2 separate regions of the Pan troglodytes genome follow, and region 1 is linked to region 2. The links are chromatin contacts, called in public HiChIP or PLAC-seq maps. All regions are on one chromosome and are shown on one strand. The core of a region is the stretch at or near the end of the contact, and the rest is flanking DNA. Distances in the headings are between cores, read along the strand shown.

What was found. HiChIP or PLAC-seq counts read pairs in DNA pulled down with a chosen protein or histone mark.
Region 1: an H3K4me3 HiChIP or PLAC-seq map of stem cell-derived excitatory neurons shows a contact between it and region 2, with 2.0 times the contacts expected there. The contact joins the promoter of DNTTIP1 here to the promoter of WFDC2 in region 2. A contact is called at or near these places in 2 of 7 Hi-C or Micro-C datasets (induced pluripotent stem cells and a lymphoblastoid cell line) and 1 of 1 datasets of contacts at active chromatin or transcription factors (stem cell-derived excitatory neurons).

The regions. Positions count from the first base shown.
Region 1 is chr21:52,056,414-52,061,087 of NHGRI_mPanTro3-v2.0_pri, reverse strand. It overlaps DNTTIP1 (deoxynucleotidyltransferase terminal interacting protein 1), which reads right to left and starts at 1,794. Exons shown (of 13, transcript XM_016938003.3): 1 at 1,604-1,794; 2 at 966-1,036. The coding sequence starts at 1,708. WFDC3 (WAP four-disulfide core domain 3) reads left to right here and starts at 1,821. Exons shown (of 7, transcript XM_016938007.3): 1 at 1,821-1,881; 2 at 3,728-3,816; 3 at 4,654-4,674. The coding sequence starts at 3,735.
Region 2 is chr21:51,724,255-51,728,531 of NHGRI_mPanTro3-v2.0_pri, reverse strand. WFDC2 (WAP four-disulfide core domain 2) reads right to left here and starts at 1,583. Exons shown (of 4, transcript XM_009437306.5): 1 at 1,423-1,583; 2 at 746-889. The coding sequence starts at 1,501.

The sequences.
Region 1 (4,674 bases), core at 545-3,044, 330 kb before region 2:
GGAGTCTCACTGTGTTGCCCAGGCTGGAGTGCAGTGGCGTGGTTTTGGCTTACTGCAACCTCCGCCTCCTGGGTTCAAGCAATTCTCCTGCCTCAGCCTCCTGAGTAGCTGGGATTACAGGTGTGCACCACCACGCCCGGCTAATTTTTGTATTTTTAGTAGAGACCGGGTTTCTCCATTTTGGTCAGGCTGGTCTCGAACTCCCAACCTCAGGTGATCTGCCAACCTCAGGTGATCTGCCCGCCTCAGACTCCCAAAGTGCTGGGATTACAGGCGTGAGCCACCGCGCCCGGCCAATTTTTTGTTATTTTTAGTAGAGACGGGGTTTCTCCATGTTGGTCAGGCTGTTCTGGAAGTCCCGACCTCAGGTGATCCACCCACCTCAGCCTCCCAAAGTGCTGGGATTACAGGCGTGAGCCACCGCGCCCGGCCCAAAGTGTTTTTATGAAATATAATACTTATACAGAAAAGTCTATACACTTTAATGAGTAATTATAGTGAACATCCATTTCACCACTATCAGCATCCCAAAGGCCCACCTTGTGCTCTCTCCCTTCCCTGACATGCATACTATTAATCCCTCTTTATAGTTGAGAAAACGGGCTCATCAGAGTCTGTTGATGAGAACACAGTTGTCTGACTCCAGAGCCTGTTCTCTTAAACTCCATGCTAACTGACCTCTTTAGAGCCCTCAACCACAGAGCCAGTGAATGTGAGGGATCTTAGGTATTGTTTATTCCACAACCCATCTCCTGTGCCCTTCCTCATTTTGTACGTGAGTTCAGAGAAGGAAGTGACTTGACTAGCTCAAGATCACACAGAGTTACAGAATCGGAGTCTCCTCTTCCTCAGTCCTGTGCTCTTTCTACCGGCTGTAGATCTCCATAGCCTTGTGCACTGGGGATCCCAAAGCTGCCATGCAAGCCAGTGGCTGGGATATAAGTCCCATGCAGGGCCAGCCTTACCTTGTTGTCATCTGTGAGCGGCGGCCCCTCCGCTGCACCTGCCGGTGCTTTATCATTATGTTCCAAGGGTTCTGTGGGGACCAACGGAACAAATGTCACTGCGGCCTGTGACACTGGGGTGGGGTGGAGGTGGAGGGTGGGTATGAAGTTAAACCTGGACATCCCTGCTTCTCAGATCCGTCACCATCTCTCCCGCCTTGGGGTGGGACGATAGTTGTAAGGCCTCCTCCACAAAAGAGGAACTGAGGAAATTTCCTGCCTTAAAAGTCCCGACCCTGCCTTCTGGCACGGCAGGAGGAAGGGAAGCAGTATTTACCGAGGGTCAACTCTGTGTCAGGTGATGTCCTGGGCGCTGTACCCGCCTTTATCTTCCCATCCCACAACAACTTTTATGAGACAGGTACTAATCATTTCCATTTTATAGAAGAGGATCCTGGGACTCAGGGGGTTGACAGAGATGGCCCACGTCACCTAGCTAGGAGGGCGGCACCAGAATTTAAATCCAGGTCATCGGGCTGCGAAAACGCCAACCCCCTCTGCAGCTCCAGCCTCCGCGTTCTCTCGCCCGCGGGCCAGGGTCCCAGGAGCCCCAAGGCCGTGCCCGGCCCGAGCCCAGACCTCACCGGGGGCGCCCTCACCGTAAGAACCAGCTGCCCCGCTGCGCCCGCATCCCCCAGCTCCAAGCCGCCCCTCTCGGCCCCGCTGGGTCCCCGCGGCTGCTCGGCGTCGCCAGTGGCTCCCATGGCGCCCCCGGCCCCCAAAACTCCGCTAGACTCTGTCACCGGCCGGAAAGTGGCGCCGTGACGTCACTGGGGCGCGCTGCTCGTCCGCCCGGAAGCGCGACGCTGGAGCTGCGGGGTTACCATGGGAACCGAACCGCCGCGCCTCGCCCAGGACAGTTACACTTAGAGGCCTTGTAGGTGGAGGTCGTTGGGGCTTCCTCTCGGGAGGGCTGCGCCTCGATTGTGGAGTGTGGGTGTTCAGTGGCGGTTCAGTCAAGGGATGTTTCCCGCTGGGCCAAGGCCTGGGGATGACTGCGGGGTAGGAGGAGGGGACCAGGTTTCTGTAGGCTGGGGTTGGGGAGCAGAGGGAAGCGTTTGGTACAGCGGCGCCTGCCGTTCAGTTTTCGAAAACTAGATTTTAATATGCTCGACCAGGGGCGGTGGCTCACGCCTGTAATCCCAGCACTTTGGGAGGCCGAGGCGGGAGGATCACTTGCCATCAGGAGTTCGAGACCAGCCTGGCCAACATGGCGAAACCCCGTCTCTACTAAAAATACAAAAATTAGCCGGGCGTGGTGGTGGGCACCTGTAATCCCAGCTACTCGGGAGGCTGAGGCAGGAGAATCTCTTGAACCCAGGAGGCGGAGGTTGCAGTGAGCCGAGATCACGCCACTGCACTCCAGCCTGGGCGACAGAGGGAGACTGTCTCAAAAAAAAAAAAAAAAAAAAAAAAAAAAGCATATTAGGCACATGTTAGGTCATCATCAAATGTTAATTATGCCGAGATCGCGCCACTGCATTCCAGCCTGGGGGACAGAGGGAGACTCTGTCTCAAAAAAAAAAAAAAAAAGCATATTAGGCACATATGAGGTCATCATCAAATGTTAATTATCTCCATGAGCCAACATCAGCCTTCTAACCATAAGGGCGACTTCCTGGCTCCAGACTTTTTGATCCTATTAAGGAGGTTTTACCTTGTACCTGCCCATAGGACTAAGCAGTGCCAGTGGACACCATTAGGTATCACAGCTAACCAAAGGCATGACCAGGACAGATAAAGAAAAAAAGAAATGGAGAAAAAAGAAATAAAGGAGGTATATGTGGGCAGACTATTTGAGTCATACATAGCAACTTCTCTTGGGTTCTGCCAGCTAGCCTTCATACAGTCCAAGAATGGCCTGTGTGGGTTAGAGGGACAAAGATGTAGGTGTTTGGTGCTTTTCATTAGTTCTTAACAAACTCAACTACTGCTTTTCTGTAGGTTTTTGATAGTTTCTTTTCTCTCTCTTTTTTTTTTTGAGACAGAGTCTCACTCTGTTACCCAAGCTGGAGTGCAGTGGCGTGATCTCCACTCACTGCAACCTCTGCCTCCTGGGTTCAAGCTATTCTCCTGCCTCAGCCTCCCATGTAGCTGGGATTACAGGCATGCACCAGCATGCCCAGCTGATTTTTGTATTTTTAGTAGAGACAGGGTTTCGCCATGTTGGCCAGGCTGGTCTCAAACTCCTGACCTCAGGTGATCTGCCCGCCTTGGCCTATTTGATAGTTTCTGAGTGGTCTGTTCCATTCTGTATTTTCTTGGTTGCTAGGATGAACAGGAGCCACAATTTTATTATGCTTGGTTATGTTATTAGCTTTGGCCATTAAGTAGTGTCGTGAATCCCTCCCTCTGTTATTTGGGCTAAAGCCATGTCCTTCCAATGCCCTTTAGGGCTCTCTTTGATTCTTTTTCCAATGGCCACCCCTCCATTTTTCCGGCCACCCACTAGGTTTCTCATCATCCAGGAATATTGTGTATATTGCTTACAGAATTTGATCCTCCCATCACAGGTCCCCTGTGGTAGTGCCAGGAATTTTCCCACACTCCAGCAGCCAATCCCTCTTCTTCTTGTCAGGAGAAGATATTCTTGGGGAGTATTGTGAAAGGGAAGGTTTTGGGACTGGGTTTGGGGCCATCCCTAGTCCTGCTCATACCTCAGCTGATACTCTGGGCAAGGTGTACACCTCTAGCCTGAACTGAGCTCTTGTCCCAACTCTCAGCATCATCATGATGTTAAGCTGCCTCTTTCTTCTGAAGGCACTTCTTGCTCTTGGGTCCCTGGAATCCTGGATAACTGCAGGAGAACATGGTGAGCTATCATTTGGGATCCCTGGCCAACAGTAACAGAAAGTGACTAGAGGAGAGGAGAAGTCATCCCCTGCCTTCTCCCAGAGCAAGGTTGCTTGTAAGTGGAGATGATCATCTCTATAGGACAGGACTGGATGAATAGATTCTCAGGATGGCCTGGGTCATTCTTCCTGGCTTTCTTTACCCTCTCTGGACAAGGAGATAGGACTTCCAGTTGGGCTTACTAGAGGTTCTAGCTTTTCCCTAGAACTCATTAAATGAGAACAGGATCATCCCACCCTTTCTCTCTCATTATCTGCAGGATGGCTGCTCCTTTAGCAGTGGTGGATATATGTTAGTATTTGTGTATGAGGAGGGGAAGGTGGTTGCAGAATTTTTTTTTTTTTTTTTTTTTGAGATGGAGTCTCACTCTGTCACCCAGGCTGGAGTGCAGTGGCGTGATCTCAGCTCACTGCAAGCTCCACCTCCCAGGTTCACGCCATTCTCCCGCCTCAGCCTCCCGAGTAGCTGGGACTACAGGTGCCCGCCGCCACGCACAGCTAATTTTTTGTATTTTTAGTAGAGATGGGGTTTCACTGTGTTAGCCAGGATGATCTCGATCTCCTGACCTCATGATCCGCCCGCCTCGGCCTCCCAAAGTGCTGGGATTACAGGCATGAGCCATCGTGCCCAGCCAGAATTTTTTTTTTTTTAAGAGACAGGGTCTCATTCTGTCACCCAGGCTAGAGTGCAGTGGTGCAGAAATATTTTGGATAGAGATGCCTGGAGGGGCTGAAGGTCCATTCCCCATTTCTGAGGCCTGGCTAGTTACCCCAAACTCACATGGTATCTTTTGCAGCAAAAGAGGGAGAATGCCCTC
Region 2 (4,277 bases), core at 334-2,833:
TGAGAGAGTCCCCAGCTCGCGCTCACTCAATCCTTAGAGTGGAAGAGATTGACTGAAAGACGACGAAGGGCGATACAGTGTCCAGGGAGGATTCCTCACTTTCTTCGAATCACTCAGCCAGTTGGCCTGAAAGGCAAAAGCTGAACCCTCACTATGACTCCAGCAGCCATGGGATGGCGGTGTGACCTTGGGCAAGAACATTTTTTTCTCACCGATGCTCCCTTACACATCTTTAAGATGAGCGGGACATTTTCCTAAATCTGTAAAGTTCCTTTCCGCCTGGACAGAGGAATTGGGGAAAATCTTGCCAGGCCAGGCTCTCCCAGTCTTTCCCCAGGGCTGGGGGAGGCCCCCAGGGAGGGACTCCAAGAGGAGAGGTGAGCGCCCCAGGCTCCGGGCTTTCCCACAGGGCAGGCTTCGGCCGGTTCGAGAAGGAAACTGCGGCCCCGGGTCCCCAGGCCGCGGGGAACAATGTCCCGGCTGTGCGTGCCCGGAAGCCCGTCATGCACCAGAGACTCGAATCCAGCTAGGGGTGGGGATCCCCCCTTGGCTGCGTTTCAACGACGCCTTTGTCTACCCCGGGGCCGTGCGAGGGAGAGCACTGACGGATCTGGTTTCAACCGCCTTGACTTTCCCGGGGGTCCCCGGGTCCGGGGGCGCCCCTGTTCCCGGAACCCGGGCCCTCCCACCTCCTCCCAGCCCAGCGCGGCCCCGCCCCGTTCCCGCTCGGCTGCCGTGGGGTTACCATTGGGCAGAGAGCAGAAGGTGGCACAGCCCGCGCTGCAGCACTTGAGGTTGTCGGCGCATTCGCTGTCCGAGACGCACTCTTGCGTGCAGTTCTGGTCAGCCTGGAGCTCGGGGCACACGCCAGTCTTCTCTGCTCCTGTGCCTGGGAGGGGAGGCCCGGGACAGTCGAGGGTGGGGCGTAGCGCCAGCCCCAGAGGATGCCCACCTCCTGCTCCAAACCTTAACCCCAAGGAATTCTCAGTCTCTGGCCCTAAGAGTCCCCTTACAGCCCCCAGAGACTCCTTCTTCCAGACCAGGAGTCCCTGACCCCTGGGAGTACGAGAGCTCCCTAACCCTTGGCGTCGGGGCCCTCAGATCTCAGCCCTAGGGGACGCCGCACAGCTGAGCGTCTAGGAGCTTCCGAGGTCGAGGCAGAGCAGCCCCCACCCCCAGCCCACTGCAGCCACGGAGTGTCCGCGTTCAGCACAGAATCCTCCTCCTCCCAAATTGCAGCCATCAGTGGTCTCTCCACCTCCAGCACATCGGACCCCACACCCTAGGCTCCAAGGGTCCCGCCACTTCCGCCCCAGGAATTCCCACTTCCCCAGCCTCCAGAGGCTACGCCTCCGCCTGGCTCCATCCTGGCGCTCGTGGCTCGGCCCCTCTAGGAGCCGGGCCTCTCCTCGCCCCACTCACCTGAGACTAGGGTAAAGCCGAACAGCAGCAGGCTGAGGAGGAGGGCGGCGGCTAGCGGGCCTAGGCGACAAGCAGGCATGGTGCTATGCCCGGGCGGGGTGCAGGTGTGAGCCGATGCTCAGGTGCGGGGATTTAACCGCGCGCGCGGGAGGGGGCGTGGGGTAGGGGTGGAGCCGAGCGGGGAAGGGGAGGGTGGAGGGCTTTGCGGGCACAGCGGGCGGGCTGCCACATGAGGTCATTTCACAATCCCCCAGGATCAGGTATCACTCTTGGCCCCGGTGGGAACCAGGAACTTAAGCAGCTTCCAGGACGGGACCAGCTACGGCCGGACCCTTGTCCACACCTCCCTCCTGACCTCCCTCCTGGGGCCTGAGGGCCAAGGCTCAGGGCTCCTGGGTTTCTATTCCAAGACTCCGAGGTTTCTCCAGAGTGTCCCCAGTGGGCGGTTGAGGAGGATAAGGCAGGGCCCGCAGGGAGGCAGTAGAGCATGCGGGTTAAAGGGTTCGATTTGGGGTCAGCCAGATGAGAGGGCAGATCCCTCTTGATGGAGGGCTAGGGTAGTGATACAGAGCACATAGTAGGGGCTACAGAAATAGCACTTATTATTAATAAACAAACCCTCCTCATCAGAAACAGGCCCAGGAAGGTGAAGCACCTAGCAGTCTCAAGCCGTTTGGGTGTGTGTTTCTGTCTCCCTCTCTTTGTCCTACCGGCCCCTGATCAGGGCTGACTGTGCCAGGCCCTGTGCTCCTTGTCTCAAGGAATTGTCTCCGGTCCTCTGACCGGGGAGTTACTGTTATCAGCTGTATATGACAAAGGAACTGAGTGTTTAGGGATTTAGGACCGCACCTCCACCACAAGGTCCCCTGCAAAGCTGTACAAATAAGGTTTTGAACCCAGGTCTCTCCCTCCAGGCCCTTGTTTTTTCCATTCCGTCGTAAATATTCACTGGGTGCCTACTGTGTGACATATGCAGGGCAAGACGCTTGGTGAAGAGAAAGTCGTCAAAAGGGGCCCTCCAGCACTGGTCTTGAAGAGGTGACAGGGTCTGGGATCTGACTCCCACCTCCACCACTTCCCACCTGAGGGCCCTGGAATGAATCCTTTCCTGGATCTGAGCTGCCACGTCATCAGTGAAAATGACACCTATATGGGACTTCAGTGAGAACACAAATGCAACGTTCCTGCCATGGAACAACCATGTACTCACTGGGAGCATTGAGAGTAGATCCACACTGATTGACACAGGGACTCCAGGCCTGACCCATGATAGGTACTGGATACATGGCCATGAGTGCTCCACAAATAAGTGTCTCCTGTGACGAAGGAGACCAATAAGTATAAATGAAGCTTTAGAATCCAGGGGGTTAAGTGCCAAAACAGAGTTACCCAGGGAGTTAGACAAGAAGTGCCTTCAAACATCTTTCCTGCTCCAATGATCTGAGGTTCTAGAAGCCCCAGGAGGTCTTTGCTGCTGGAGGCTAGAGGGGCCCTGGGGCAGTGAACACTGGGATGATAGTGACAGGCGAGTAGGGTTTGGTGATGTGAGTACATCTGGCCACTGTCCCCAAAATGGATGCTGAGAACACCTCCCCCAGCTTCTCATGCTCAACTTGGGGACTGGGGACGTTATTGGGAGGGACCAGGGCTATTTACTCTGAGCTCAGTCAACAATGAGGGCAGGAGCCAGGTGGGGACACAGCCCATAACAGGCTAGTGAAACCCAGTCTAGGGCACAAAGAGAACACTGGGGTGAGCAGCCAGTTTTTAGCCCGTGGACCCAGCTGGCTACTGTACATTCAGCCCCAGGCACTGCTGCCAAGAGCTTTCTTCCGGGCCCTATTCAGCTCCCTGGGCCAGGAAACTGCCCAGCCTTGCTCCTCCCAGGCCCTTATGAGCGCCCTGTTGATTGGCTCTCTCTTACAGGAATGCAGACTGAGGGAGGATGGCAGGGCCAGGCAGAAGGATGGGGAAGGAATTTTCATCAGTCAATGGCATCAGATGTTTAGCTTTTGTGGTGCCAAGTTCCGTGCTAGGTATAGTTATATATATTCTCTTTACATCATTTAAAAGGGCAGAGGCTTTAGAACCAAATGCATCCATGCCCAATCAGGGACAATGCATCCATGGCCACTTTCTGGCTATGTGACTTAGAGAAATGCTTCATGTTTTGGGCCTGCATCTTCTTCCTGCATAAACTGTGTATCATCCTAACAGTCTTGGATGATTATTATAAGGGTTTTATAAGATTATTATAAGGGTTAAAGGAAAAAGCATAAATCAGAGGTTGCAAATCTGGCTAGAGCACATACATTATTAACTACACAGTATGTTTTAAATTTTTAAATTAGTTGCCAAGATTTAAAAGTAGCGAATTTCATATAAAAATAAACCTCTAGCTTCTCTTGGAAAAAGTAAAAGATCTGGCAACACAGTCCTGCAATCTTAGATATAACAACCATCAGCTAGAGCAGCAGGTCTCAAAATTGAGCATGCGTCAGAATCATTTTTTTTGTTGTTTTTGTTTTTTTGAGACTGAGTTTTGCTCTGTCCCCCAGGCTTCCCTCCCCTCCCCTCCCCTCCCCTCCCATCTCCTCCCCTTCCCTTCCCTTCCCCTGCCTCCTGGGTTCAAGCGATTCTCCTGCCTCAGTCTCCCAAGTAGCTGCGATTACAGGCGCCACTACACCCGGCTAATTTTTGTATTTTTAGTAGGAACGGGGTTTCACCATGTTGGCCAGGTTGGTCTCGAACTCCTGACCTCAGGTGATCTGCCCGCCTTGGCCTCTCAAAGTGCTGGGATTACAGGTGTGAGCCACAGTGCCCAGCCTAAGCATGCATCAGAATCACTTGGAAGG